Linked DNA regions of Mus musculus: regions 1, 2, 3, 4, 5 and 7 are each linked to region 6. The links are chromatin contacts, called in public ChIA-PET and HiChIP or PLAC-seq maps. All regions are on one chromosome and are shown on one strand. Each heading gives the region's core, a stretch centred on a gene start, on an enhancer-like site or on the middle of the called end of the contact. The rest is flanking DNA. Distances are from core to core; before and after follow the strand shown.

What was found. ChIA-PET counts read pairs in DNA pulled down with a chosen protein or histone mark. HiChIP or PLAC-seq counts read pairs in DNA pulled down with a chosen protein or histone mark.
Region 1: an H3K27ac HiChIP or PLAC-seq map of embryonic stem cells shows a contact between it and region 6, with 9 times the contacts expected there. The contact joins the enhancer-like site here to the promoter of Bcl11b in region 6. A contact is called at or near these places in 12 of 39 promoter capture datasets (the 3T3-L1 cell line, 3T3-L1-derived adipocytes, the C10 cell line and 7 more), 11 of 484 Hi-C or Micro-C datasets (CD4 T cells, Th1 cells, Th17 cells and 7 more), 17 of 115 datasets of contacts at active chromatin or transcription factors (SST interneurons, T-cell acute lymphoblastic leukemia, Th17 cells and 10 more) and 1 of 9 other capture datasets (embryonic stem cells).
Region 2: a contact with region 6 is called in an H3K27ac HiChIP or PLAC-seq map of double positive thymocytes, with 5 read pairs. The contact joins the enhancer-like site here to the promoter of Bcl11b in region 6. A contact is called at or near these places in 2 of 39 promoter capture datasets (the 3T3-L1 cell line and stem cell-derived epiblast-like cells), 5 of 484 Hi-C or Micro-C datasets (CD4 T cells, Sertoli cells, Th2 cells and 2 more), 14 of 115 datasets of contacts at active chromatin or transcription factors (the SCID.adh cell line, acute myeloid leukemia, craniofacial prominence and 11 more) and 1 of 9 other capture datasets (embryonic stem cells).
Region 3: an RNA polymerase II ChIA-PET map of memory CD8 T cells shows a contact between it and region 6, with 474 read pairs. The contact joins the enhancer-like site here to the promoter of Bcl11b in region 6. A contact is called at or near these places in 15 of 39 promoter capture datasets (the 3T3-L1 cell line, 3T3-L1-derived adipocytes, the C10 cell line and 8 more), 8 of 484 Hi-C or Micro-C datasets (CD4 T cells, CD8 T cells, embryonic stem cells and 3 more), 24 of 115 datasets of contacts at active chromatin or transcription factors (CD8 T cells, T-cell acute lymphoblastic leukemia, Th17 cells and 15 more) and 1 of 9 other capture datasets (embryonic stem cells).
Region 4: an RNA polymerase II ChIA-PET map of memory CD8 T cells shows a contact between it and region 6, with 529 read pairs. The contact joins the enhancer-like site here to the promoter of Bcl11b in region 6. A contact is called at or near these places in 9 of 39 promoter capture datasets (cranial neural crest, embryonic stem cells, frontonasal cranial neural crest and 4 more), 1 of 15 datasets of contacts at CTCF or cohesin (stem cell-derived epiblast-like cells), 7 of 484 Hi-C or Micro-C datasets (CD4 T cells, CD8 T cells, Th1 cells and 2 more), 17 of 115 datasets of contacts at active chromatin or transcription factors (CD8 T cells, the SCID.adh cell line, Th17 cells and 14 more) and 2 of 9 other capture datasets (embryonic stem cells and liver).
Region 5: an H3K27ac HiChIP or PLAC-seq map of CD8 T cells shows a contact between it and region 6, with 24 times the contacts expected there. The contact joins the enhancer-like site here to the promoter of Bcl11b in region 6. A contact is called at or near these places in 11 of 39 promoter capture datasets (the 3T3-L1 cell line, cranial neural crest, embryonic stem cells and 5 more), 21 of 484 Hi-C or Micro-C datasets (CD4 T cells, CD4 single positive thymocytes, CD8 T cells and 12 more), 17 of 115 datasets of contacts at active chromatin or transcription factors (CD8 T cells, the SCID.adh cell line, craniofacial prominence and 10 more) and 1 of 9 other capture datasets (embryonic stem cells).
Region 7: an H3K27ac HiChIP or PLAC-seq map of regulatory T cell precursor shows a contact between it and region 6, with 15 times the contacts expected there. The contact joins the enhancer-like site here to the promoter of Bcl11b in region 6. A contact is called at or near these places in 8 of 39 promoter capture datasets (the 3T3-L1 cell line, cranial neural crest, embryonic stem cells and 2 more), 2 of 15 datasets of contacts at CTCF or cohesin (CD8 T cells and thymocytes), 33 of 484 Hi-C or Micro-C datasets (CD4 T cells, CD4 single positive thymocytes, CD8 T cells and 14 more), 27 of 115 datasets of contacts at active chromatin or transcription factors (CD8 T cells, the SCID.adh cell line, SST interneurons and 20 more) and 1 of 9 other capture datasets (embryonic stem cells).

What each region holds. Positions count from the first base shown.
Region 1 is chr12:107,026,442-107,029,654 of GRCm38.p6, reverse strand. No RefSeq gene overlaps it. Among named protein-coding and RNA genes, the nearest start is that of Gm16086, 72 kb to the left of the region's middle. Within about 2 kb of position 1,399, at least 10 of the 459 cell types and tissues checked have an H3K27ac peak or open chromatin away from gene starts, as enhancers often do. A contact at or near this core is called in embryonic stem cells, where this site is marked.
Region 2 is chr12:107,226,779-107,230,002 of GRCm38.p6, reverse strand. No RefSeq gene overlaps it. Among named protein-coding and RNA genes, the nearest start is that of Gm52008, 120 kb to the right of the region's middle. Within about 2 kb of position 1,447, at least 1 of the 459 cell types and tissues checked has an H3K27ac peak or open chromatin away from gene starts, as enhancers often do. A contact at or near this core is called in double positive thymocytes, where this site is marked.
Region 3 is chr12:107,045,704-107,049,190 of GRCm38.p6, reverse strand. No RefSeq gene overlaps it. Among named protein-coding and RNA genes, the nearest start is that of Gm16086, 52 kb to the left of the region's middle. Within about 2 kb of position 1,905, at least 40 of the 459 cell types and tissues checked have an H3K27ac peak or open chromatin away from gene starts, as enhancers often do. A contact at or near this core is called in CD8 T cells, T-cell acute lymphoblastic leukemia, Th17 cells and 6 more, where this site is marked.
Region 4 is chr12:107,181,364-107,184,912 of GRCm38.p6, reverse strand. No RefSeq gene overlaps it. Among named protein-coding and RNA genes, the nearest start is that of Gm52008, 72 kb to the right of the region's middle. Within about 2 kb of position 1,417, at least 39 of the 459 cell types and tissues checked have an H3K27ac peak or open chromatin away from gene starts, as enhancers often do. A contact at or near this core is called in CD8 T cells, the SCID.adh cell line, Th1 cells and 8 more, where this site is marked.
Region 5 is chr12:107,146,945-107,150,483 of GRCm38.p6, reverse strand. No RefSeq gene overlaps it. Among named protein-coding and RNA genes, the nearest start is that of Gm52008, 38 kb to the right of the region's middle. Within about 2 kb of position 1,878, at least 35 of the 459 cell types and tissues checked have an H3K27ac peak or open chromatin away from gene starts, as enhancers often do. A contact at or near this core is called in CD4 single positive thymocytes, CD8 T cells, DN3 thymocytes and 6 more, where this site is marked.
Region 6 is chr12:108,001,290-108,004,890 of GRCm38.p6, reverse strand. It overlaps Bcl11b (B cell leukemia/lymphoma 11B), which reads left to right and starts at 1,477. Exons shown (of 4, transcript NM_001079883.1): 1 at 1,477-1,805. The coding sequence starts at 1,748.
Region 7 is chr12:107,123,117-107,126,491 of GRCm38.p6, reverse strand. No RefSeq gene overlaps it. Among named protein-coding and RNA genes, the nearest start is that of Gm52008, 14 kb to the right of the region's middle. Within about 2 kb of position 2,006, at least 35 of the 459 cell types and tissues checked have an H3K27ac peak or open chromatin away from gene starts, as enhancers often do. A contact at or near this core is called in CD4 single positive thymocytes, CD8 T cells, CD8 central memory T cells and 13 more, where this site is marked.

The sequences.
Region 1 (3,213 bases), core at 150-2,649, 980 kb after region 6:
GTCATACTGGCAGGATAAATGCTGAACATAGCAGTGCACACGTAGTCCCAGATGCTGGTCTGTGGAAGCAGGGTTATTTCTGGGCTTGCCGTCCATCTGAATATGTGAGCTCTAGGTTCAGAGAAAGAACTACCTCAGGAGATAAGGTCGGGGAATGGAGAGACAGCTCAGCTTGCTCTTTTCGAGAACCAGGGCTCGGTTCCCAGCACCCACATAGTGGCTCACAGCTACATCTGACTCCAGTTCCAGGGGATCTGATGCCTTCTTCTGACCTCTGCAGATATGCATGCATATGGTGCACATCATATACACAGGTAAGAAAAAATCATGCACATTTAATATGTAAAAAAAATATTTAAGTAAATTTAAAAATCAGAAGAACAAAAGGAAAGCAAGGGATATCAGCCTCTGGCCTCCAGATGTTCCTGCGGAGCTAACACACTTCCCCTCCCCCCACAGTTGCAGAGAGCCCTGGGGCTAATTATAGTTGATGTTAATTCTGTTCTCCAGTGAGGGGTTGTGGAAGAAGGAATGAGTCAGCACTCAGGTGATTTCCTGTAAACCTGCTTCCCACCTTAATTTGTAAAATAAAGGAGAGCTGATGATTGGGCAGATAAAGGGAAGGTGGAGCTGAAAGTTGGGGGAGAGAAGAAGGAGAAAATGGGAGAGGGAGAGGATGCAGAGGAGGAGGAAGAAGAAGAAAAGCATAGAAGAAACACATGCTCTAAGGGGTCTAGTAGAAGTGGAAGATGGTAGTGTAGTGGTAGATCTGCCCAGTCTAGATGCACAGCATGTATTCATATTAACTGAGTTGTATTTTCATTGCTGGGGCATATTTGGGTTGGAGATTTACCACAATACCCCACTACATACATCTTCCCTCTCCACACCTATCTCTCTCTCTCTCTCTCTCTCTCTCTCTCTCTCTCTCTCCCTCCCTCTCTCTCTCTCTCTCTCTCTCTCTCTCTCTCTCACACACACACACACACACACACTTCTCCCCTTCCCCTCACATCTCTCACCTCACCCCCACCCCCCCACCTCCCGGCACATACAGAGCCTTAATAAAATACAACTTCTTATCCTCGAGTGTTGAGCTGAACTTGAGCCTCTGCCCCCTTCACCAGCCCCATGATCAGACTTCCCCGTGAGGGCAACAAGGCAGCTGTCCCAAGCCTCGGTTTCTTTATCTGCGCAGTGTGGGTGGCTCTGAGCCTCATCATGCCCCGAGGATTATTCCAAAAGCATTCCAGCAACTCCCAGCCGAGGGTCTGGTGCACACTGTGCGTCTCTGGAACACAGCGGCTATTATTATTAATAACGTGCTCACAGGAACTGTGTGGAGATTAGCCACCTGGTGGGAGTAGGTAGCATAAACCGGACGCGTGCAGTTCCATCACCTCTCCGTCTCCCGGAAAATGACAACCTTGCAGACAGGCTTAGTCCTCCCAATTCCCCTGCTTCTGACTTATGGATTCCAACACCATCTCCCCCTAAACAATAATAAAATTCGGAGGGCAATAAAAGAAGAAAAGCTGTTTGCCTGAGAAAGTTGCTGCAGCTCGGCAGCATCCTGAGTGTACCGCATGGAAACTTCATTTCCAAAGAGCCCCAGAGCCCTAATCCATGGAAACGGAGTGCCAGTCTCTGAACGAAGCACTTCTGTAGTGAGCTGCTAAAACTCACTCGATGCCCTGCGTGAGGCCTCCGAGCTCTCTGAAGTTACCCCGCCCCGGGGAAAGTTGTCCATTACTGTGGCTGCTGCCAGGAGAATGTGGTCCCAGGGATGGAGAGGCTAATGGAGCAGGGAACTTGGGGTGCCTAGCGTCTGTCCCTCTGTCTTAGAGAGTTTGAGTTTATGAGCTCTCAGAGGCCTGGGCAGGCAGTGTCGGGTGTGACTGGAGTTGCCTTCGACCTCCATACACCTGAGCCGCACAATCCAAGTGTTAACACCTGTGGAAAGCAGAGTGCCAGCACGCGCCATCCCTGTCCACCCCTGCAGAGGCGAGGAAAGCTGCTTTGGTGTGCAAATGGCAAAAGAAGTGAAGAATGAATGAGGCCCTGTGCAGCAGAGAAGGCCGTGGGGCGCTCAGCTCCACACACCGGGCTTCAGAAAGGATGACAGGATTTCGCTTTCCTGGAGGGCAATTTGGCATCCCATCTCCAAAACCTTAAAAAATGTGTATCCCCTTGACCCCCATAGACCTGCATCTGGAAGATTTCCTAAGGAAACAGCCTAGATGCATAAAATGTAGGCCTGGGGGGTACCATGCCTCTGAATGGGATGCAAGACTTTGTTGCCTGCATGTTTGTTGATCTTGATGAGTTAAGCGGCAGGAAAAAAAAAATACCGAACAAGGGCAATAATAGAAGCCAAGCAGACTGTTCTCTGCTCTCAGCTGCAGGTAGCTTCTTCCCCCAGCACAGGAGGCTGGCTTGGGCCTCTGGATTGTTTGGAAGCCATCCTCTACCTGGGGAGGCATAGTATCTCCTCCCCTGTGCTCCAGGCCAATCTGAGGGTGCAGGTGTGTTAGCCCCAGAAGTTAAGAGTTCGGCTTCATTATGCAAAGTGTCAAGTGCTGTGTTTTTAGCCAGGAGTACATTTCTGCAGGCTCAGGGATGCCACGGCAGCACCAAGTCTTTCTAGCCGAGCACTCAAGCTGGTTGCAATTTGGCTGGAATGTGTGGCCGTTAAGCAGTATGTATGTGGTGGTCCGAGAGAGGGTCTGCCCATGAGCCTGAAGACCCTCTCTTGATTCTCACACTTGTGTGGGCTGAGACACAAGAAGCATGTGCCAGATTACTTCATCCCATGAATACAGGCATCCCTACCCAAGAATCACTGTCTAGGAAAAGGATAGTGACAGGTGGACTTGGTTTCAGCCATGGAGCAGGTGACGGGCACTTTCTGGACAGAATGATTGAGAATGGAAAAGACATATTGACCAATGGAAGAATGAAGAGGCATTCTACCCTGAGAAAACAATCTTAAATCCCAAATCCAAAAGCATTTATTGAAGTCCGTTCCCCTGGTGCAGTGATGTTCAGGGGTGAGCCCTGACCTTATCAATGGATTGATCTATTGATTGATTTATAACAAATGAAGTGTGATGTGATAGGAACTGTGGGGCCATGTCCCTAAGGTGGGGCCTTGTTCCTGGTCTCCCACCTCCTCCCCTTCTCTCTCCCTCTCCCTCCCCCCCTCCCCCCTCT
Region 2 (3,224 bases), core at 198-2,697, 770 kb after region 6:
AGTGTTCAGATGAGAAAAACATCACCTCGGGGGTTGTTATGAATGGATTTTCTTTGGTTGGTAAAATATTTTTTAAGCTTTCACCAAAAGTACCCATTGACACTGGGTTTCCTCTTTCTGGGCAATAACAGAGGTTTCTATTTAGATCATTTTCTTGTGTGGACATGTGTGTTTATGTGTGTATGTGTGTGTGCACATGTCTATACATGCATATACATATTTAGTGCATATGTGTGCAGGTATGAGAATGCATGTTGTGTGTATGTGGGGGTACAAACCTGTTTGTCATTCCTCAGAGGCCATATAGCTTGTATTTTAAGACAGGGTCTCTTACTGGCCTGGAAGTCACCAAGTAGACTATGAGGTTGGTCCCCAAGCCCCAGGGACCCTCCTGTCTCCCTCTGCCTCCCCAGCTCTACTTTTTAATATGTGTCTTTGGCATGGAAAATGGGTCTTCATGCTTGTGAAGTAAAAATGATACCACATAAGCCATCTCTCCACCCCTTTGGGTATAGAATAGTGGTTCTCAGCTTGTGGGTTACGACCCCTTTGAGGGTTGAAGGATCATTTCATGGGAGTAACCTAAGACCATCAGAAAACACAGGTGTTTACACTGTAGTTCACAACAATAGCAAAATTACAGTTATGAAGCGCCAATGGAAATAATTTTATCTTTGGGGGTCACCACAACATGAGGAGCTGTATTAAAGGGTCACAGCATTGGGAAAGTTGAGAACCACATTTATAATGTTCTAGTCACAGGGAGCTCTTCTGCACCCTAGAGGATGCTTAACAGCCTCCCTGGTCTCTGCTTAGTAAACAGCAGTACCAGCCTCATGCCTATCAATGTTTGAAAGAACATTGATATTGAACAATGATATGAAAGAACATTCTAGATATTGCTAAATGCCTCTGGGTGTAATACCTCAGACTGGCCTGTGTCTGGCCAGCATTGCCCACCTATAGGGCTCCACGCTGTAACTCCATATGTTGGTCAAGAAATGGAGGCTAGAAGAGACTTTGTCAAAGGAAATATTGCTGGTAGGTGACAACAATGGACTTCAAGATAAAATGACACTGCAGGTAAGATACACACATACATACACACACACACACACACACACACACAAACACACATCAGCATTTCCATAGCAATGGAATCCTCTAAAGGGGAGATACAGCAGAAGTTTGCTATGGGTCTAAACTCTTGACTGGAGATATGAAGAAGCTCAGGTCAGAGAAGGGTTCTCAAGGAGGAATGAGGAAGCTGCAGGCCGGAAGCAGGCAGATGTTTACAGGAACACAGCCTTTTCCATCCTTAGAGAGTCAGCCACTGCATCTTGCTAAAGTGTGAGGAATGCAGGGGCTTCTTCTCACTGGGTGCAGGTTGCTCACCAAGAGCTAAACAAGAGAACAGGTGTGCGTCAAAAGAAACTGGCCAGCTGCTCAGTAACAGGAGGCTGGAAGCTGGAAGGTGCCGTCAGTGGTCTTGATCCATCACACACAGTATCTTATGTGACAGTGTCCACTTGGCCCAGTTGTATGTGCAGGAAGCTCTTCTGAGACAGAGACACCACATGATTGGTGATGTAAGTGTGCATTCTGCTGTCTGCATTTTCCGTTTGTCTGTCTAGTGGAACCCTTTGGGGTATCTATAATAAAAAAAATGAAAACCCACCTCTAGCTTTGCCTTACTGCTTGGAAGGTGCTATGTGGAATGGATCCACCAGAAGATTCATCTCTTCTGGAGGGTGGACCAAGTGGGCTTGTCACAAGCACATCATATTGTGCCTACTGTGATTTCCAACAAACAGTAGACACTGGTTCAGGAAGTGAAGGATGAAGAACACTAGAAAATGAGCAACCCCTCCACAGATAAGACTGCCTCTGTATGTCAGTGAGAAGGCTCATGAACAGGTGGATGGACCTGAGTCTTAAGTTCCTAATCACCCATCCTCTGCTTAGGACTGACTAAGACTGCCCCCTCCTCATTTCCCCGGAGTCAACAGGACGGGAGGACACTCCTGGAGGAGGCAGCAAGATTTGAGCTGCCCTTACCCACTGCACACATACTTAAAGTCCTCCCCTCTGTCTTCCCTGAGGTCCTCCCTTCTGTAGGTGGCCACATTCAGTCATTTCATTTAGATTCTGTTCCCGTACATAGCATTCATCTTCTGAAGACATGGTTGGCCAGCCACATGGATGTATGTTATTTCCTGTCTCATGAGTTTTTGTTTTCCCATCCTCTAAAAAAATATTACAGGATTTTGCTATATTCTGTTAAAAATCAGATCTATTAAGACATATCGTGTATTCCTGGCATCCCGCTGGCTCCAGGAACTGCTTGGACTATTTGACCACATTGCAAATTTGCAATGATTTACCTTGTAAATTTGGGAGAGGAATTCTCATACAGTAGAGGCAGAGCTGGACAGGTACTGGGAACTGATTCATTTGGATTTGAATGCTTGGAATAAACATTTTGAGGTTTTTTTTTCTTTTTGAAAATTCTTCATAATTAAATTCTTTCATGATTTTGCCTTCAGATTGCCACAAGCCAGTCCAAAGTCCCACCAAATGACTTCACAGGCATCCTAGTTACACTCTGTTGCTGTGTTAAGTACAACGACCAAAATATATTTGGAGAGGAAAAGGTTTATTTGGCTTACAGGTCACAGCTCATGCTCAAGGGAACCCAAGACAGAAAGCTGAGGCAGGAACCTGAAGGCAGGAACTGAAGCAGAGATGGTGGAGGAACACTGCTTTCTGGCTTGCTCTCCACTGCAAGCCCAGCTGCTTCCTTATATCAACCAGAACCACCTGCCTAGGAGTGGTACTGCCCACAGTGGGCTGGGACCATTCACATCAATCATTCCTCACACCCTCCCCCACCCCTCTCCTGCCATGTGTTACCAGGCTCATCTGATGACGGAAATTCCTCCAAGGAGATTCCTTCTTTATAGATGACACGAGTTTATGTCAAGTTGACCCAAAGTAAGCAGCCCTAAGCAGAGTGTGTGTGTTGGGCATGGTATCCATATCTTTTGATAGAAATCAGTCTCCTTTTTCAGCATGAAACCTAAGACATCATGGCTATGGGGAAATTGACCAGGACTGTGTTGTCTTTGGTTCTCTATCTTGTTTTAAACGAGAGAGAGAGAGAGAGAGAGAGAGGGAGAGAGAGAGTGAGGGGTGGGGAGAGAGAGAGAGAGAGAGAAAGAGAG
Region 3 (3,487 bases), core at 656-3,155, 960 kb after region 6:
CCATTCCCAAGCAACCTAGGGTACCTCCTTGGGTGCCATGCAGTCATGGGGAATATGAGCACTAGCAGTTATGAACGGTTGTACTAATAATGATCTCTCAGATCTTAGACTGCTTTGCAAGCCGCTGTTGGGTGCATGACCTGTGATCTAGAAGTATGTGCTTCTGCCCTTGCATCCCAGACCTGGACAGCAAGGATCAGGAGGGGCGTAAGGGTCAGCCGTGGTCAAGGACGACGGGTGAGATAACTGGACCCATGCTTCCTTCTTTCATATGCATGATCACTGTGCCCTTGAAACTCTACAGGTGGAGGCTCTGAGTGATGTGCATCTCCTTAACCTACCTTAGAAAGCTCTGGATAACCTAAATCTAGCCATTCTAGCACCATGAACTAATCTATCCTTCTTGAGAGAAAACTTGCCTGGTAGTGATTTGTAATGAATTCAGTGTCATTTTCTCTTACAAAAAACAATATTTTAAAATATAGTCCTTAAAGTTTTCATATACATACACAACATATCTTCTAGATTTTTTTTTCAAAGAATCTCTTATTTTCACTTTATGTGTATGTTGAAGTGCCTGCCTGTACATCTGTGCACCGCATGCATGCGGTGCCCTTTGAGACCCGAAGAGAATGTCAAATCCCCTGGAACCAGACTTACAGGTAATTGCGAGCCTCCGTGTGGGTGCTGCAAAGTGAACCTGGGTCCTCTGTGAGAGCAGCCAGTGTTCCTAACCACTGAGCTAACTCTACAGCCTCTACAGAGTGTCTTGATTATATCCACTCTCCCCTGCACATCCCTGCAGGACACCCCAACATACCTCCTTCCTGACTGCATGTGTGTCTTCTAAATATCTTGTTTATTCATCATTTTTTTTCTTCTTTAAGTAAACTATCTGTGGTAGAGGGCAGTGATGGACTTGGAACTTTCTGGTGCACACTTCTCCTTCCCACTCCGTATGCCAGCACTTGGAGCCATCTTTTTACACATATAGACCCTTTCTGTCCATTCTTTAAAGCGCCTCTCCAGCCCCTGGCACTTGACAGACCCTCGCCTGCTGTCCACTCTTATTTCAATTCATGTAAGATGCACAGACATGGATGGAAATGGCCATGGGTTATACAAAGAGCCCACTACGTGTGTCAAAAGGATCGCACCCTGCAAGAGGATATGTCAAAGTCAGGCAGACAACTCGGTGAGAAATGACCTTAAGAGACCTCAAACTTGCTAAGCTGGCTTCCCCAGCCAGAAGTAAATGTGGTTAACATTACAGCCATATTCAAGTCTCAGTTTCAAAAACAACACGCAGTCTTCCCCCAGCACTCCCCAAACTGGGCATCCTACAAATCTTTAGAGAAGATATAGCAGGCTTCTATTTCTTTTCGGCAGTGCAGAGTTGATTTATCTCTGGCTGAACACGCCTGTGGAATGAAGATGCTTCTTCTAATGCCTCCAGAGGCCCATCGGAAGTCTGTTGTATTGCTGTTTTAGCTGAATGTTTTACTGCCGTACGCGTATTAATACTTCCAGTGTGGCCTTTTTTAAATATCCCCTCCCCCAAGTCCCACAGGCATCGTTGTACTGAGCAACAGATACGTCTTATCAATGTGCTCCTCAAACTGGAAATTCAGAGGCCCTTAAATTGAAGCTATGGAGGAATGATCACACTTGATGGCATTTAGATCTGCAAGCAGGAAGTGATGGCTGAGGGCTGGAGGTTTCTCTCCTAGCAACCGCAGGAGGGACAGTCCTTGGCTTGTTTTTCACCTGTCTGCTTTCCGGTGCCTTGTCTTACAAATTAAATCCAATTTCTCTTGCATGAGCACTCACTGCGTGCAGCATGGAAACGTCTTTTCCTTTAAGCCCTAACCACCAGAGGAAAACAAAGAACTCAGATGCCCATGGCACTGTCAGGGAGGGAGAGCGCTTCGTGGTTCTCCCATGTGGCTTTGCGCACCTGCGGTTCTCACAGCAGTGGGAGATGGCCGAAAGTGAAACCCGTGCCCGAACGGGGTACTGCCAGACAGCAAAGCCTATTTTCTGGGACTGAGACCAAATTCAGAGCCTGTGGTGGGTGTGCTGGGGAAGATACACTGCCTGTTTTTAACTGGACCAATCCGTGATCTCCAATTCCCTGCATTGGTGACAACCTCACGACTCTGACAAGAAGGCTCGAAGGGATAAGGATGGATGGACTATTTTTGTATAGATCTCTTCCAAACGTTTTCTTCACTTTCTGAAGAATACTCTCCGAGCAGAGGTTCTCAACCTATGGGTTGCAACCATGTTGGCAAACCTCTCTCTCTAAAAATATTTACATTACGAATCATAACAGTAGCAAAATTACAGTTACAAACTAGCAATCAAATATTTTTATGGTTGGTGGGGGCACTACAACATGAGGGACTGTATTCTAGTTCAAACTGATCTGAAGCTCTTAATAGTCACCACAGGATGAGTCTTTTGCTCGGCTCTCCATAGTCTAAGGCACACAGTGTTCTCTTCATACTGACATTTTGTGACCTGTAACTGTTTTCTGTTTCCTTTCTCATTCTGTGGTCTTGTCTCCTGCTCAAACATTTTGATTCTTTCTTATATCTTATCTTTGTGGCCATCGATTTTCAGTTAGTTTGTGTTTTATTTAAGATGAACCCATTCATTGAGCTTTGAATTTCAATTACTTTATTTCCAAAACCATTCTCTGATTTCCCAATTAGCTAGAGCATGCTTTTGAAAATGAATTTCTCAGTTAGCATGCAAAATAATGGTTTTGTGGTGATTCTTTTAATGTATATACATATCATGGTTCTTTATTCACATATGAACACTCCCATTATCTTATCCTTCCCCCTTCTGACTGGTCAGGTCTACCCTCAAAATCTATACTCATGTTATATGTGTGCCTGTTCATATGTGTGCATATACAGACATAAACTAGCTAATACTGGTGAGGTTTAACACAACTTTATCACATTCTACACATGTATATATAGTATAACTTGGTATGGTGACACATGACTTTAATCCCAGAACTCAGGAGGAAAAGGAAGGAGAATCTCTGTGAGTTTGAATTCAGCCTGGTCTACACAGAGAGTTCCAGGACAGTTGAGTTATATAATGAGACCCTGTCTCAAAACAAAACAAAATATAAAAAGAAAGAACCAAACCAAACTAAACCAAAAATAACATCAGTTAAAACTCTGTGAAAACTTACTGTGTAAAAGCTACAAGCCACATATTAGCTTACTCTAGGATACTGACCCAACAATTTGGACAAGAACTATTTCATGGCTCATTATGCCTCCAGTTTTCCTGGGCTTCCAGAAAGTTCTGAAACCACCTAGAGACACAAATTAGTTAAATATGGATACCTCCTGTATCATTCATCTTTCCCCTTAGCCATAATATTCTAGTTTTTAAATAAAATATTCAGCACATTACTTTTCACTAAAACATTTAACAAATGAATAAATAATTAAGGAAATAA
Region 4 (3,549 bases), core at 168-2,667, 820 kb after region 6:
ATTTCAGAACCAGCTTCCTGTACTTGGTGCAGCTTGGTCCTGAGGATGGAGCCCGCCCAGAGCCATGCTCTCATCTTTGCAGCTGACCCCAGGCTTGTTTCTCAATGACTTCTACAGATCCAGAGGGACCATGAACATCTATCTACAGCCCTGGTTCCTCACCTGCATCTCTGATGCACAGAGATAGGACTGGGGAAAGCGGCTGCCTGCCTTTTAACCATGCCTGCCTGCCTGACTCTCTCTCTCTCTCTCTCTCTCTCTGTGTGTGTGTGTGTGTGTGTGTGTGTGTGTTTTCTGTCTCTCTTCTTTCAGGGTTAGAGAAACTGGCAGATTGCCCTCAGTTTGTTTCGAGTAGGCTTCCTTTGAGTGCTAAAAAGGAAAGAGTCAAGAACAAAGAACACAAGCACACAGCACTGCACGTTTCTAAGACAATATAAAAAGTTGTTCAGACAATTTGCAAGGAGACTAACAATAAGACCTGAATGATATTTTCCCCTACTGTTGCCACAGTGACAAGGGCCCACAGGCTACACTGGGGTCATGGACCGTTTCCATTGGTCCCCAGTCAAAGGGTTCTGGCATGATCATCTGACTTTTAGGAAGACTCATCTCTTGTTACAGGGCTAATTTTACATCTCAGACCATCTCTCAGTGTCCTGAAAAGGGAAGAGGAAGGCAGATGGATGATTTTTCAACTGACAGGCAACCAGCTGTCAGTACCTGATGACCATGTGTACTGTCCCAAGCAAGGTGCCTCCCCAGCTTTCAGGGAAGCGGAGAGAAGCTCAGAGGTATTTGGGGTACATCACCAGGGAACGTGGGATAAAGGACTCAGAACCGAGAAGAGACTATGCATCATCTCCATCGTACAAACTCTCAGGGCCCCTCTCTCTCAGGCAGAGGGGGAAGAAGGACCCGGTTCATCTCATTCCTGGGGTTCATATTCTGCTGAGGGGATTGGTGGAGGGAACATGAAGGCAGAAATCCTTCTGAAGATTCAGGGGGAGTTGGGCGCTTTGAGAGGGGCTAGAGATCACCAAATCGCTCACAGCTCGCAGCCCGAGGGACTCTGAGGCGGCTAGGTTTCATTGGGGTCCAGGAGCAAAGGAAGGAGTCAGACACGTGGGGAGAGGGATGAGACCCGTGAAAGAGAACGTAGTCAAGCTGGGCAAGGCAGAGAGAGGCTCCAAGGATTGGAACACGCGTCGCTCATTTACCTGAAGCCGCTTCTTACCTCAAAGCCCAGAAAATGGCACAGAAGGGAAAGAGCAGGAGGACAGAGAAGAGCGTTGTGAGAAAATGCGGCTGTTTGGATACAGTGTAATCTTTGCACCATGTGTGCGCAGCAGCTAAGGACCCCTGCACAGGTTGGGTCCTTCGACTTAGCACAGTGTTGGAGCCCCGCCCCTTCCTGAGAAGCCGAAGGCTGCTGATTGGTGCTATAAGAGAGGCTCTCATTTGTCTAATGGTGTAGCCTCCAGGGAGGGGTTGAGAGGGAAAGGGGGTGGGCGGCTTTGAGAGGGTGATGGGGCAAATACAATCACAACATATTGTCTGCACATATGAAGCGGCCAAAAACAAAGCAAAAAGCAGAAGTGACAAGTGGGTGGCATCCTTGGAGGTCGCCTGCGTCCTGGGAAACGGAGTCAGGGGTTTCATTGCAAATGCTTAGGGCAAGGGAAAGCTGAAGGTTTCCCTCCGTGAGCTTTGGGAAATATTAAAGTTTTGCTGATTTACACACACACACACACACACACACACACACACACACACACACACACTGGTGAGCTATGTGCCTGTAACGGAGGGGTGTGACCCCAGAGATGGTTCTTCATCCCTGAGGCCCAGCATAGGATCTCTGCCTCTTCCTGCATCTGCTTTCCTCCCTAAAACCCGAAGTGAGCATACTTGGCAATAGTGAGTCTTAGAACCTGTGAAATATCTCAACAGAGCTTTTGGAAAATTGAAGGTACCAAACTGTGCGTGGCCAGACTTGCCTATCACACAGCCCTGGTGCCGGGAAGACAGGATTGTAAATTCAATGCAAATTTGAATTACCTAGAGAAATTCTGTTTCCGGAAAAAAAAAAAAAGGCAAAGTGAAAGAAATGAAGAGACAGACGTTTCAATGTTATTGTCAGACGAAGGGTTAAAATTGACCCTGAGGAGAGTTAAAGGATGCTTGGGAACATAGAGGGGACAGCCATTTTCTCACACACTGACATTGCGATTAGCAGCCTCATCAAGAAGCTCAGAGATGTACTACCACTAATCCCAAGATGTAAGGCACGAAAAGATAGATCTAGAATTCTAGCCAGTTCTAGGAACCCAGTGTTGCTTGCAGTGCCCCATCCTGCCTTTCGGGACATCTAGATTCAAGGTTAGCTGGAGGGTGGTCGTGGATAGCAGGCAGGGCAAGCGGGTGGGAGAGCTGGCGGGCATACATAGTCTGTGCCTTTGTTTCCCGGTTTGGTTTCAGGCTGTGTGAATCTCTCGGCCTGCTCTTTCACTTTGAGCTGGGTGTTCACACACTTCTCACGAAATCCAACCCGCGCTTCGTTGGTTCCGAGGTGAGTGGGGAGGAACTGCTGAGCCAGGCCCATGGCTGGCCCCATCAAAGGTGCTGGCCAGGCCTCTAGCCCTAGGTCTCAAGCTTGCGGCCCACGGCTTCCTCCAGGCCAGGACGCAGCAGCCAGCTCACCTTGTTTCGAGTTTCTGTTCGGTCTCCTTTCAAGTTTCATTCTGGTGCCCTTCACACAGCCTGCCCCCACCTCTTCCTTCTACGGTGGGGCAGCTATGTAATTCTTGAGACATCCTCAGCCCGGTAGGGAACTTCAGTCTGGAAGGCCAAGACTGTGCAAGGCCCAGCCTGTGCTACTGGAGCTCTGGACCTACAGACATTCTCTGGCTCTGTAGGTTTTTATCAAAGGCAAGCTTCAGTTTACCCTTTGTAAATGGAGAAGTGCGATGAACTATGAGGCTCGCCCAAGGCCGTAGTCAGGATGGGTAAAATGGAGTATCTGGGGTTGACACCTTCCCAGGCCACATAGATTGGCTTTCTCTGTGAAACAAAAGGCAGCCCAGACACCAGAGATGCTCAGGGATTATTCCCGGTCTCCTAGAGGCCATCAATCAAAGGAGTGCTGGTATCTGTGGGGTGGTACCCAGGGACACATCACAGGACACTTCTCCCCAAAGTCACCTGTGATCTGAGACATTTTTGTAAACTAAACAAAACACCAAGAACGGAGGCTTCATTAATGCTTATTACACCTTAGTTAAATGAATGGCAGTTTTCTGCACACATCCTGGCAACCTGCCCAAACATCTGGACAGGGATGGGCAGGCCTGGCCCTTCAGTCCCCACGAGGAGCGGTTGAGACAGCTAATGTTCGGAGCCTCGGGGTCCCCCGGGGATGGACGCTACCAAACTGGCTGTCTTCCAGGCCTGCTTTACTTCCACACACCTGCTTCCCAGAAGCAAGCTGCCTCTCCAGCCCAGGCCAGTGGAGCATGGGAAATCACAACATGGAAGATGGGAGGCACGGTC
Region 5 (3,539 bases), core at 629-3,128, 850 kb after region 6:
TCAACAGGGGATGTGGGCTATAAATATACAGAAAAGTACTACTCCGTTGGTTAACTCTGCTCCATGACTAAGACACCTCCCACCAGGCCCCACTTCCCCATGCTGCCTCATGAGGAATTAATGCTGTGACATGTGAAGTCTGAGGAGTCAGACTCAGCTCTGTGCACATGACCCCTCATGGGAAGCAGGACTCTGCCTTCAGCCATTACACTTGACCACCTCAATTGTTCTAACTTTCCGTGCCAAGCTCACAGACAACCTCTTCTCTGAGGGCTATGTCGAGGGCCTCCAATTCAGTGAATCCACTGTTTATCTCTCCCTAGTTTGTCACTCATTCATTCATTCATTCATTCATTCACTTATAATCAGATCCTTGAGTCTGTACTTAGCCTGAGAGCGCTATAACACTATATACAAAGTACCGACTAGAAACTCCACACACATTTGTTGACTGACTTAATGTGTAGCCCTGCAATGATTGACAGTTGGGGGTCAGGGGGCTCTTGCACTGAGGGTAGTGTATAGCCTAAAGAGATAATCAAGATGATAAGTACATCCACACTAGGACAGGAGCTTTAACAAGAGCTTTTAGTGAAGGGAACTTTCTGGGAGCCTCAAGGAAGGCATATTATTTACAAAGAGCCAAACGTGGTGTTGGGCACCTATGGAATGTTCCTTGAACAAACTGCTTTGCATTTCCCCACCAAAGATCTCCTCCATGGAGGAGGGGGTGTGTTTGACTTTCAGGGTGGAAGGTATGTCTGTGTCTGTGTTTTTGTGTTGATGTGCATGCATGTGTATACGTGTGTGTTTGTATGCAAATATAGGCATGCAGGTGCTTGTGTATACATGTGACGTATGCACACATATGTCCTTAATTGTATGTCTTCCTGGTTGCTGGTCTATGCCAGACTATGATCAATGCTTTTATAACAGTCTCAAACTAAAAGTCCCTACCCTTTAGTGGGGGATGGAAGGACCCTTCAATAGGGGTTGCATATCAGAAGACCTGCATGCCATCCATGTACATTAACGTTCATAACTAGCAAGATTAGTAACAATGACATAATTTGATGGTTGGAGTGGCATCAGGAAATGAGAAAATCTATTTAAGGGTTATGAAAAGGTTATTAGGAAGATTGAGAAAGGCCATTCTAGAAGGAAGATCAAAGGATTGAAAGCAGGAGAAGATCGTATTGAAACGTCTTCTTGAAGCTTCCAAGTACTTTGAGAAGGGATCTGAGCGACTCTGCAATCTGACTACAGCCTGAGACACACTCTATGGCACATCAGCTAGGAAGACCAAGAGGCAGATAACTCTCTGCCTCACGCCTGCTTGAGAGCTTAAGGGCCCAGAAAGACTGTCCCCTACTGGACTCAGGGCTGCCGGTGTCACTGCCCACATAACAAAAGTACTCTTGGCTCATGGGGTCTGTGATGAAGAACACTCTCACACAGCTCACCAAAGGCTCCATGACAGGTGAACCCTGGACAGCCAGCTTCTACATCTGGGCAACTCTGGAAAACAACGTACCCAGGGGGTTGGTGTGACTTCCACAAAGGAATAGTTTCTGCAAACCAGGTCGTGCCCATCAAATGCCCCAGAAGACTGGGAATGCGCTCGTTTATCATACGTGAGTGTGCACTTGACAATGGCCATTTGTGCCTTCCCTGTGTTATGTAATTATCACCACAGCCAACTGAACAGCTCTCACCCTCAGGCCCCTGCGCTTCTCAGGTGGCCACTGACAGAGTTCGGCCCCCAGACAGTTTAACCACACTGGGGCCACCTGGTACTTGAAGTACCTCAAGGGCCTTCATAAAACTGCTGGGTGACCACAAAAGCAACCACCAGTTCCTCTGGCGCCAGGCCCAGCAGTAAGCGCCCTCCCTGAGGTGGGGTGGGGAGGCTGAGGAGGGGAGAGGAAGATGATATAGCACTTTGCAGCTTTGTCCCTACCAGTCGGGGGATAAGGGCCTCCAGGCAAGTTGTCACTTCTTTATAGAAACCTGCTCGGGTCAACCCGTGGAAAGTCCCACCAGGAGAAGAGTGCTGGAGTTCTGTTCACGCTCTATGAATTCACTAAAAGTAATTTGTGCCTGTCAGGCACTCAGAAATCACATATAGGATGTTAGAAGGCCAGTGACTCGCAAGGAAAGAGAATGTCCTCACAGACAAAAGTCCCCATCTCTGACCCTTCCTGGGCAGCCTGAAAGGGACAAAGTCCATCCTAAAAGCTAGGCTTGTGTGAGGTCTTTTTAGAAGGGTCTTGACCTTTGCAGGGCTTGGACATTTAGGACCAACCATGAGCCTATGTTGACAATTTTTGTCTCTTATCTAAGTCTTAGGTCACCCCAGATCTGACTGTCCACCTCAGTGCTCTCTACCACCCATCCATCTGTTTATTGGAAACCCATAAAGCTCTGATAAGTAGCCTAATCACAACCTGACCCCAGGTTTGAGCCCCAAAACCATCAGACTATGAGGTTAGGGTGGCTGCCCTTCCTTCCCACCTATCTTGCTTCAATGTACACACAAAGCTTGGAATATACATTCAAGCTAACCCTCAGGTATACAGCAGCAGTTGCCCAAAAGGCCACACTGAAAAGCCCGAACTGGAAGAAGGGGGGACTCTGAAAAATCACTGACCCTCGATAACAGTAAGAAAGGCATAACTCCTTGTGTGTGTGTGTCTCAAGGCGAGAAAGGAGACTCTGGTGCCATATGGTCTCAAAAGGACACTCGACCATCAAACAATCAAGAGCTAGGAAGTAAAAAATGGAAAGCCATAGAGCAGATGATAGCTGCGGGGCTCCACACACCTCACACAGAGTGCTCTGCCTTCCTCAGATAATGTGGTACCCATGCTTCCTCATAGGAGAACAGCATCGGGCAGACGAAACTGACTGTTTGCATCTATGAAGAACTAAGAGTTAAAGACAAAGTTTCCATGTGATAGCACCCTTGAAGAAAGAAGAGAGAGAACCAGAGCTCGGGGCTTCCCATGCCCAGGTCATTGGTACCATGACTCTGACTACAGCTCCTGGACACAGAGAAAGAGGTAGGAGAGAGGTATGAGAAGGACCCAGGGCTTTACAGTCAAGGCAGGGCTTGAGACATTCTCGGAAGGATGGGGACAGGCGAGCTACTGTACACAGCAAACGAGATGAAAGGCAAGAAGATTCCAGGAATGAACACACAGAGCTTCTGAAATGCCCCGGCGTGAGGGCCCACAGTGGGGCTCAGAGGAGCGGGGGATGAAATGGTCCCTGAATGAAGCCCTTCCTCTGTGATCCAGAAACCTCTGCTGGCCTTCACCCTGCCGGTTTCACGGGAGGTGTTTTCCCATTACATCACAACTTACAAGTCAGATTCAGCCTAACGCCTTGGTTATTTATCTGAAGGGAGGACATTTCAGAGAACCTCGTATTGCTTAATCAATCAGACTGAGTGAAGGACAGACAGACAGCACATTTCTACCATGCCGTGTTTCTGATACACACCACTTTAACAGCGTTGTCTGTGGTTTCAGTTTGGC
Region 6 (3,601 bases), core at 228-2,727:
GGGTCTGTGAGTCCCAGACTTCTCCCACGTGGAGTGCCCCCCAACCCGTCCCTCTAGCGCGTGCTTCCCAAGGAGACTAGGGTGTGGGGGCGGGGCAGTGCTTGACCCCTAGGAGTTAATGGGGCCCAGAAGGGCGAAGAACCCTTCTGGAATGGGATTCAAACAAAATGTGCCCCCCCCCACTGTGCCCCTCAGTATCATTAATTTTGTTGTTTGAGACGACCAACCCCCAACGGTTTATATGGAGACACTTTTTTGGAAGTTTCTACAAAATGCTCCCCTCTCCAAATAAGTAAAACCAACTGTAACTACTTTTCTAGAGAGTGAAGGAAAACAATTTTATCTGTCGCCTCAGTCTCCCCCAGCCCGTGGTTTCCAGCCCTCTTTCTCGAGTGGGTGGGTTTGGACTTGCTTGGACTCAGTGTACCTCAGTTACTCACACAGCACTCCGCCCCCTTTCTCAGGGAGTCCGGCTCCCGGGGGAGGAAGAGTGAGTGGGGACAAGATTTTATTTTATTTATCCCCCCCCACCCTCTTTTGCGCTACCGGTGCTCGGTGATAAGACCAGCTTACAAAAACAGTAGTTTGCACGTGTGGCCGGCCGGCCTGGGTTGCGGGTGTGCGCACTGGCGAGTGTGTGTGAGTGCGCGCGCGCGTGTCTCGGTGTGTGCTTTCTTGTTCTCTTACAGGGTACAATGTTAAAAAGCCACCGCTAGTCGCCCCCAGTGCTCCGACTCTCTGGGTCTTTTTGTCTCTAGAGCAGATTAAACGTCACGTCCGCACTTGAACTTGAATTTTATCCCATTGTACAGAGGCAGCCCCAGCCACAGAGAGACCGAGAGCTCCCGGAGAACCCGGACTCCGCCATCTTCACGTTGCAATCTATAGCTCCCGTCCACGCCCGCACCGACCCGGGCGCACTGGGCGAGCCGCCCCGCAGCCCCGCTCCCCCTGGGCCCGCGGCGCCGGGCAGCGCTGGGGAGCGCACGCGGGGACCCGCAGCCCCTCCGGCCGGCGCCAGCCTGCCAGGTGACCCGGGAAGGAGCCGCTCCCGGAGTCCCCCAGAGCCTCGGAGGGGTCAGCCTCCGAGAAAGAAAAAAAGCAGGCAGCGCGCAGAAAACCCAGAAAGAGCCGAACCAAGGCAGCTTTTCATTGCTTTTGGGTTTTTGAGGGGGCGGGGTGAGGGGGTACGAGACAAGTCCCCAAGTTTTCTTTGCCTTTTTTTTTTTTTTGGCTTTTTTGAAATTTGTTTGCATTTTTTCCTCCCCCCTCCCCTTGGGTGGAAGTGCGCGTTCCACCTACCAGACCCCGAAAGAAAAGTGTCAGAGGCCGGTGCAAAACCCGGCGTAACTTCAAGAAGACATTTACAAGTCTAAGAGGCCAAGCACTTTGAAGAAGTGTGAGAGATATTTTTCCTCCAAAAGAATATATTTTTAAAGAAACCGGCCAGCCAGCGGCGAGCAACAGCAGTTTTATAATTTATTTTAGCCTTTTCTCTATTTTAGAGCAAGCCATCTTCCTGGCTTTTTCTTCTTTCTTTTTGCAAAAACAAAAACAAAAACACAGCCCAGAAGAAAGAGCAAAATAAAGACGAAGAAGAAGAAGAGGAGGAGGAAGAGGAAGAGAGGAAGGGCAGAGGCACCAACCCGGGCGGAGGAGGAGGCGCGGCGGCGGCGGCGGCTCAGACCCCCTCCCCGGCCCGCATCTGTGCAGCTTTCCGGGCGATGCCAGAATAGATGCCGGGGCAATGTCCCGCCGCAAACAGGGCAACCCGCAGCACTTGTCCCAGAGGGAACTCATCACGCGTAAGTGTCTGCCGCACGCGCGAAGGGCCGGCGGCTGGGGCTCCGGGCGCCCGGGGCTGGGGACACCAACCCGGGAGCAGCGGCCGAGCGTGGGGTTCTGGGAAAGTTTCTCTGCAGCCGGGGGCAGCCGCCGCGGGCTCCGGGCCGGGGAGGGGGCGCGCGGGCTTGCAGGCGGCTGTGCGCGCCGAGCCCGGCCGGACGCTCGGCCCTCCAAGCGGCGTGTGTGGCGGCGGCGGCGCTGGTGGCGGGGTTTGGAGAGGAGGGGGAGGGGGCCGAGGAGTGGAGGGGGAGGGGGAGCCGGGAAAAGTTGGCGAGCGCGTGGGTCCGCGCTCGGAGGAGCGGGCGGACGGAGCCCCGAGAGCGCCCTGGACCCAGGGACCCGCAGGGGAAAGGGATGGCCGCGGGCTTCGGGTTCCCGGTCGCTGCGCCCCGCCAGGCTGGGCGCCGACCGCGCCGCTGCTAGGATTCCGAAGCCGCCGTCCCCTCCCCTCCTCTCGCTATTTGCAAAAGAATCCAGCTGCGCAGCTGTTTGCTGTGCTGGAGCACCCCCTCCTCATTTCCCCACCTCCGTCTCCTGGGACGGTCTTGTCTTCTTTCCCCCCCCAACTCAAAAAAAAAAAAAAGGTGTGGGGGGGAGGTTTTGGGTTGGTGAAAAAAAAATCCCCGCCACGAGTTAACAAAAAAGTCATGAGTGGGGAAAAAAAAGGGATGCTCTTATAACAGTAAAAATGAAGAGAAAGAAAAAGGAAGGGGAGAAAATACCTATCATCCTCTTATCCATCTTTCTATCTCTGTATCTTTCATCTTCCCATCTAAATAAACAAGGCAGGTCGCGGTGCAAATCCGCCGGATTTCAAGCAAGTGGAGGGGCTTGCAAAGTCAGGCAGCAGGGCAGACTCTCAGCAGCTTCCACCGCCCCAGCTGGGTTCATTTAGAAAAGAAAACGCCAGCGCGAGCCGCGCAGGTACACAGTTCTCCCAGAGCCAGCCGGGTACCCGCGCTGCCACCGGCGAGGTCGGCTTGCAGAGCTCTGGGAAGCCCCGGCCGCAGCCTGCGCGAGTCTCTCCCCCGCGGGTTTTTTTTTTTTTTTTGGTCGCGGTTGCTTTTTATTTATTAAATTTTTTATTGCAATAGAAATAAAATTTCCTCTGGGTGCCATCGAGACCTCAGGCAGGTTGTAATCTTGCAATCCTTCGCTCACCTCGCTGCGTTGGGGCCGGGCTCCCGGCTCTGGAGCTGGAGAAGCCTGTGAATGACGGCCGCCGCTGAGGACTGGCTGCCCTGCAGTCGAGAGCCGAATATTTATGTTATATTTTAAAGAATTTAAATAAATAAATAAATATATAAAGGGGCTCTCCCCTCCCCTCCAACCCAGCACAGGAGCCATCTGCTCGAAGCTATTGCTGTTCCCTCTCTCCTTTGTTACCGCAGACACCTTAGTAAGAATTTGTGCGTTTATTATTATTATTATTATTGTCGTTGTTGTTGTTATTATCTTGTGGGGCATATATATTAAAGTGAGGTTCTTAGGAAAGGGATGTCTCTTAAGGGGAGGAGAGAAGGGGAGTCTTATTTATTTTTTTTCAGTGTTGTAATGTCAAAGGAGACTTGCTGGTTGCATTTAAAACAAAATGTTTTGCAACCAGATTTGAGCCTGGTCTCATCAAGGTCCTTTTGACCACTTGACTTTTATTTTCTTGCTTTAGTACGCCGCAGCCACGGGTTATTTTACAGTCCCTCCCTACCTTTAGGTGAAGTGGTTGTTAAAAACCTCCACACTTCCAGACCCTAATTTG
Region 7 (3,375 bases), core at 757-3,256, 880 kb after region 6:
GGCTCTGGCTGTCCTGGGACTCGATCTATAGACCAGGCTGGCCTCCACCTGGGAGATCTGCCTGTCTCTGACATCTGAATGCTGGGGTTCGAGGTGAGTGCCAGCACCACCCAACCCCGTTTGATATTCTCTACCCTTGTTCTACCAAGATTCTGCGGAATGCCTTCTGCTCCTCACAGAGGCCAGTTAGAATCTCAGCTTGGAAACACCCGTGCAATTTCTGTGAAATTATGGCACGGTAATCTCTTCATCTGAGAGTCATGGGTAAGCATGAAGCCTTTCCTGTCACATTACCATCACCTGGCGTCTCTTCCCTTGCATTTTAATGCACCCGGCCGGCTTCTGTCACGGGGCCTGTGTTCTGTTTATTACCCCTGGTGGGATGTTCTGCAGCTGGTCAATGCCACACTTCCCTCAGAATGTCACCAAGATACCGTGTCTGGCAACCCTGGTTATTCCCTGTTGCTCCCAACAGAGTCTACTTCCATGTCTGGTTTTAGTTTTCTTCACAGTGTTTATTTCCTGAAACAGCATTTTTACTTATTAATGTTTCTGCTATCTTCTCCAACTCTATTCTTGTTCTGTCTTAAGTGGTGGGCCAGGTCATGGTTGCTCCCCAAACATTTCCAGAATAGATATGTATGCTTGAAATGTGCTACAAATCCCCTTCTCTCTGTGGAGATCCCAGGCTCCGTTGAGAAGCAGGAAGCACCAGCTGCGGTGTCCACTTATATCTGTGGAGGGCAGCTGAGCACCCGGGGGCATGCACGCACGTGAGAAGAAATAGTCCAGGGAAAACAAGAAAAATCCACAAGACCACATATGAAGAAAACCTGAGGGGAAGAGAGCTAGAGAGACCCAGAGCAGGAGAGAAGCAAAGATGAGAGCAGAGACCCAAGGAGGGGGAGAGAGACATGCCCAGCCCTGAGTACAGAAATGGACAGCAGAGGCCAGGCCCAGAGCCTCAGGCCACTCTTCTTCAGCATGCCTGGCGCCCGCCCACAGGGAGTCCCTATTACATCATCTCCTCGCCCTTTGGAAGCTGAGTGCCACCTTATTTACTTGGATCTCCTGGTCAGCCCTGAGCCCTTTGTGAGCGGCGACGTCCCTGAGTGCTCCCCTAGAGACCCTGGCGTCCCCTGTAGCACCAGGTCAGGGACAGCCAATTACCACAGAAAAAGGTCTTGGTGGCTCCTGCTAATTGCTGTGGCCTCAGCAGGTCTTAATTCTCTCTTCCCTCCTCCCCAGCCCCAGTTCCCAGGGGCCCTATACTTCTCTGAGCACACAGATGCAAACTCTGGAAAGATTAAACTTCCACTGCCTCTCTGCCCAGGGCCTGCAAGTCATCACAAAACATCTAGAGAAGTGAAGACCCCACCCCTACCCCCGAGTGCCCAGTCCTCCAGGATCTTCCGTGTATGCCCACCCCCCCCCAAAACCTCCGCAGGTTGTCTTCCCTGAAAGGCTCCTGCTCCTCTCTGACACTGGGCCCCAGTCTCCCAGGAGCTCCTAGCTGGCTGAGGACATCACAAATCACAGTTGCATGGACCAGAACTGGAGCCAGAGCCACTCTATTTGTCAAACTGCTGTGACTGCCACAGCCCGAAGCTACTGAAGGGACACGGCTCTGAACTGGGCCTGTGGTTTTGATCTGTGGCCCCCTGTCTCTTTCACAGAACCCTAAAGCTGGCTGTATTTTATAGATCAGAACAGTGCATTATAACTACACTGTGCCATGCTACCCGTGGGGTCAAGGTAACACCTAGGGACAGAATGTGCTTCTACGGGCACAGCAGTGATCATGTCTGTTCTCACGGTGAGGGGAATGTGAGCTCCAGCTAGAGACTTCAAGGAGTTTTAACAATTCAGGTCAGGTTTTACCCACAGAGAAATGTTAAGACGCTTTGAAACCCATTTGACTCTGAGATCACAGGCCAGTCACCAGCCATGCGGCATGAGAACGGCTCTCTTTGCTCCGACGGTAGAGATGGTAACCCAGGGGTGAATGGAACTTCTGCTTGTAAGCCAGCTCTTCAGAAGTGGAAGGGGTGTGCAAAGCTGAGATAGTTCTTGTTCCCAGCAGTGCACGGCGGACCCCTCTGCTGGGCTGGCTGACTTACTTCACGCGTCGGCTTCGTGGGTGGGTCACACGGCCTCGGTCTGCACCTGTCACTCTGACCTCCTTTCATGGAAGGCATCTGGGATGGAATCAAAGCATTACCTCAGGGGCTGAGGTACAGACAGTGTCTGGTAATGTAGCCTGAGGCTGTAATGACCTGAAAGAGCCAATAGAAGTGTCCATTGTGTTAGAGCTATATTAAGTAAGTAGGGCTATATACTCTAGACACTCAATAACTGCTCACTTAAATCGCTGAAGCCTGGCCCCAGCCAGGTCCATCCACCATCATTCTGTGCACATTAAGGATGTGGAGGATGGAGTGCCCTGGAGACAACAGGTTTGGGCTTTCCCCAGGACATAAACTCAGAACACCTCTCCAAGATTCTGGAAGACATTTTCGCCTGCTCCAGGCAGTTCCCAGGGCAGACAGAGTGTCTTCACACTGCGACCTCTGACCTTGGAACAGGTGTCCAACTCTACCCTTGCGGCAAGACAGTTGACTTGTCAAGGCTTAAGAAGACTGTCACCCCTCTCCTCTGGCAGGGTTTCGGCTTCCTTCGCTCTTCACCGTGTGAAGATCAGAGGTGTGGCTCCCACCCCCCCACCCATGTGACAGAGGCAAGAGCAGAAAACAGGCTGGTTGTCACCAAGGAAGGCCAGAGGCTGCGATTATGTGTGGAGGTTCAATGTTTGCCCGTTCAGGGCAGGCAGGCAGGAAGATAGTTGTGAGGCTTTGGGGAGCCAACCGCCTGTGACTGACTCTAGCAGCTAGAATTAAAAATAAAAGGAAACAAAACAAACAAAAAATAAAAACAAAAACAAAATAAAACAAAAAACCTAACAACAACCAACCAGGCTTCCAGTGCAGCGTGGACTCTGGTAATCGGCAAGACAGGCTAGTTTGAATTGCCTCAGTTACCCAGTCTATGAAATAGGCTGCTGATGCACCCTTCACATGCCTGCTGGGTCATAGGATCTGGAGTGTGGGCAAGACTCTAACACAAAGCCCCAGAGCTAATGAGTTTCCAGTTCTCAAGATCGCGACTTGGCAGACACGGTCCCATTTGAGCCCTTGCTGGCTTGCAGTGTCTGTCCCCTTACCTCTGCTGATTAGCAGGCTCACTCAGACATTAGGTATGCTTACACGAGTTGCTCAGGACCACAGAGATCTCCAGTGGTCAGACTCTGGTAGAAATTCAGTTTTCTCAGACTATGAGCAAAATCACCTTAAAGAAGGCTGGGGAGCTAGCTGAAAG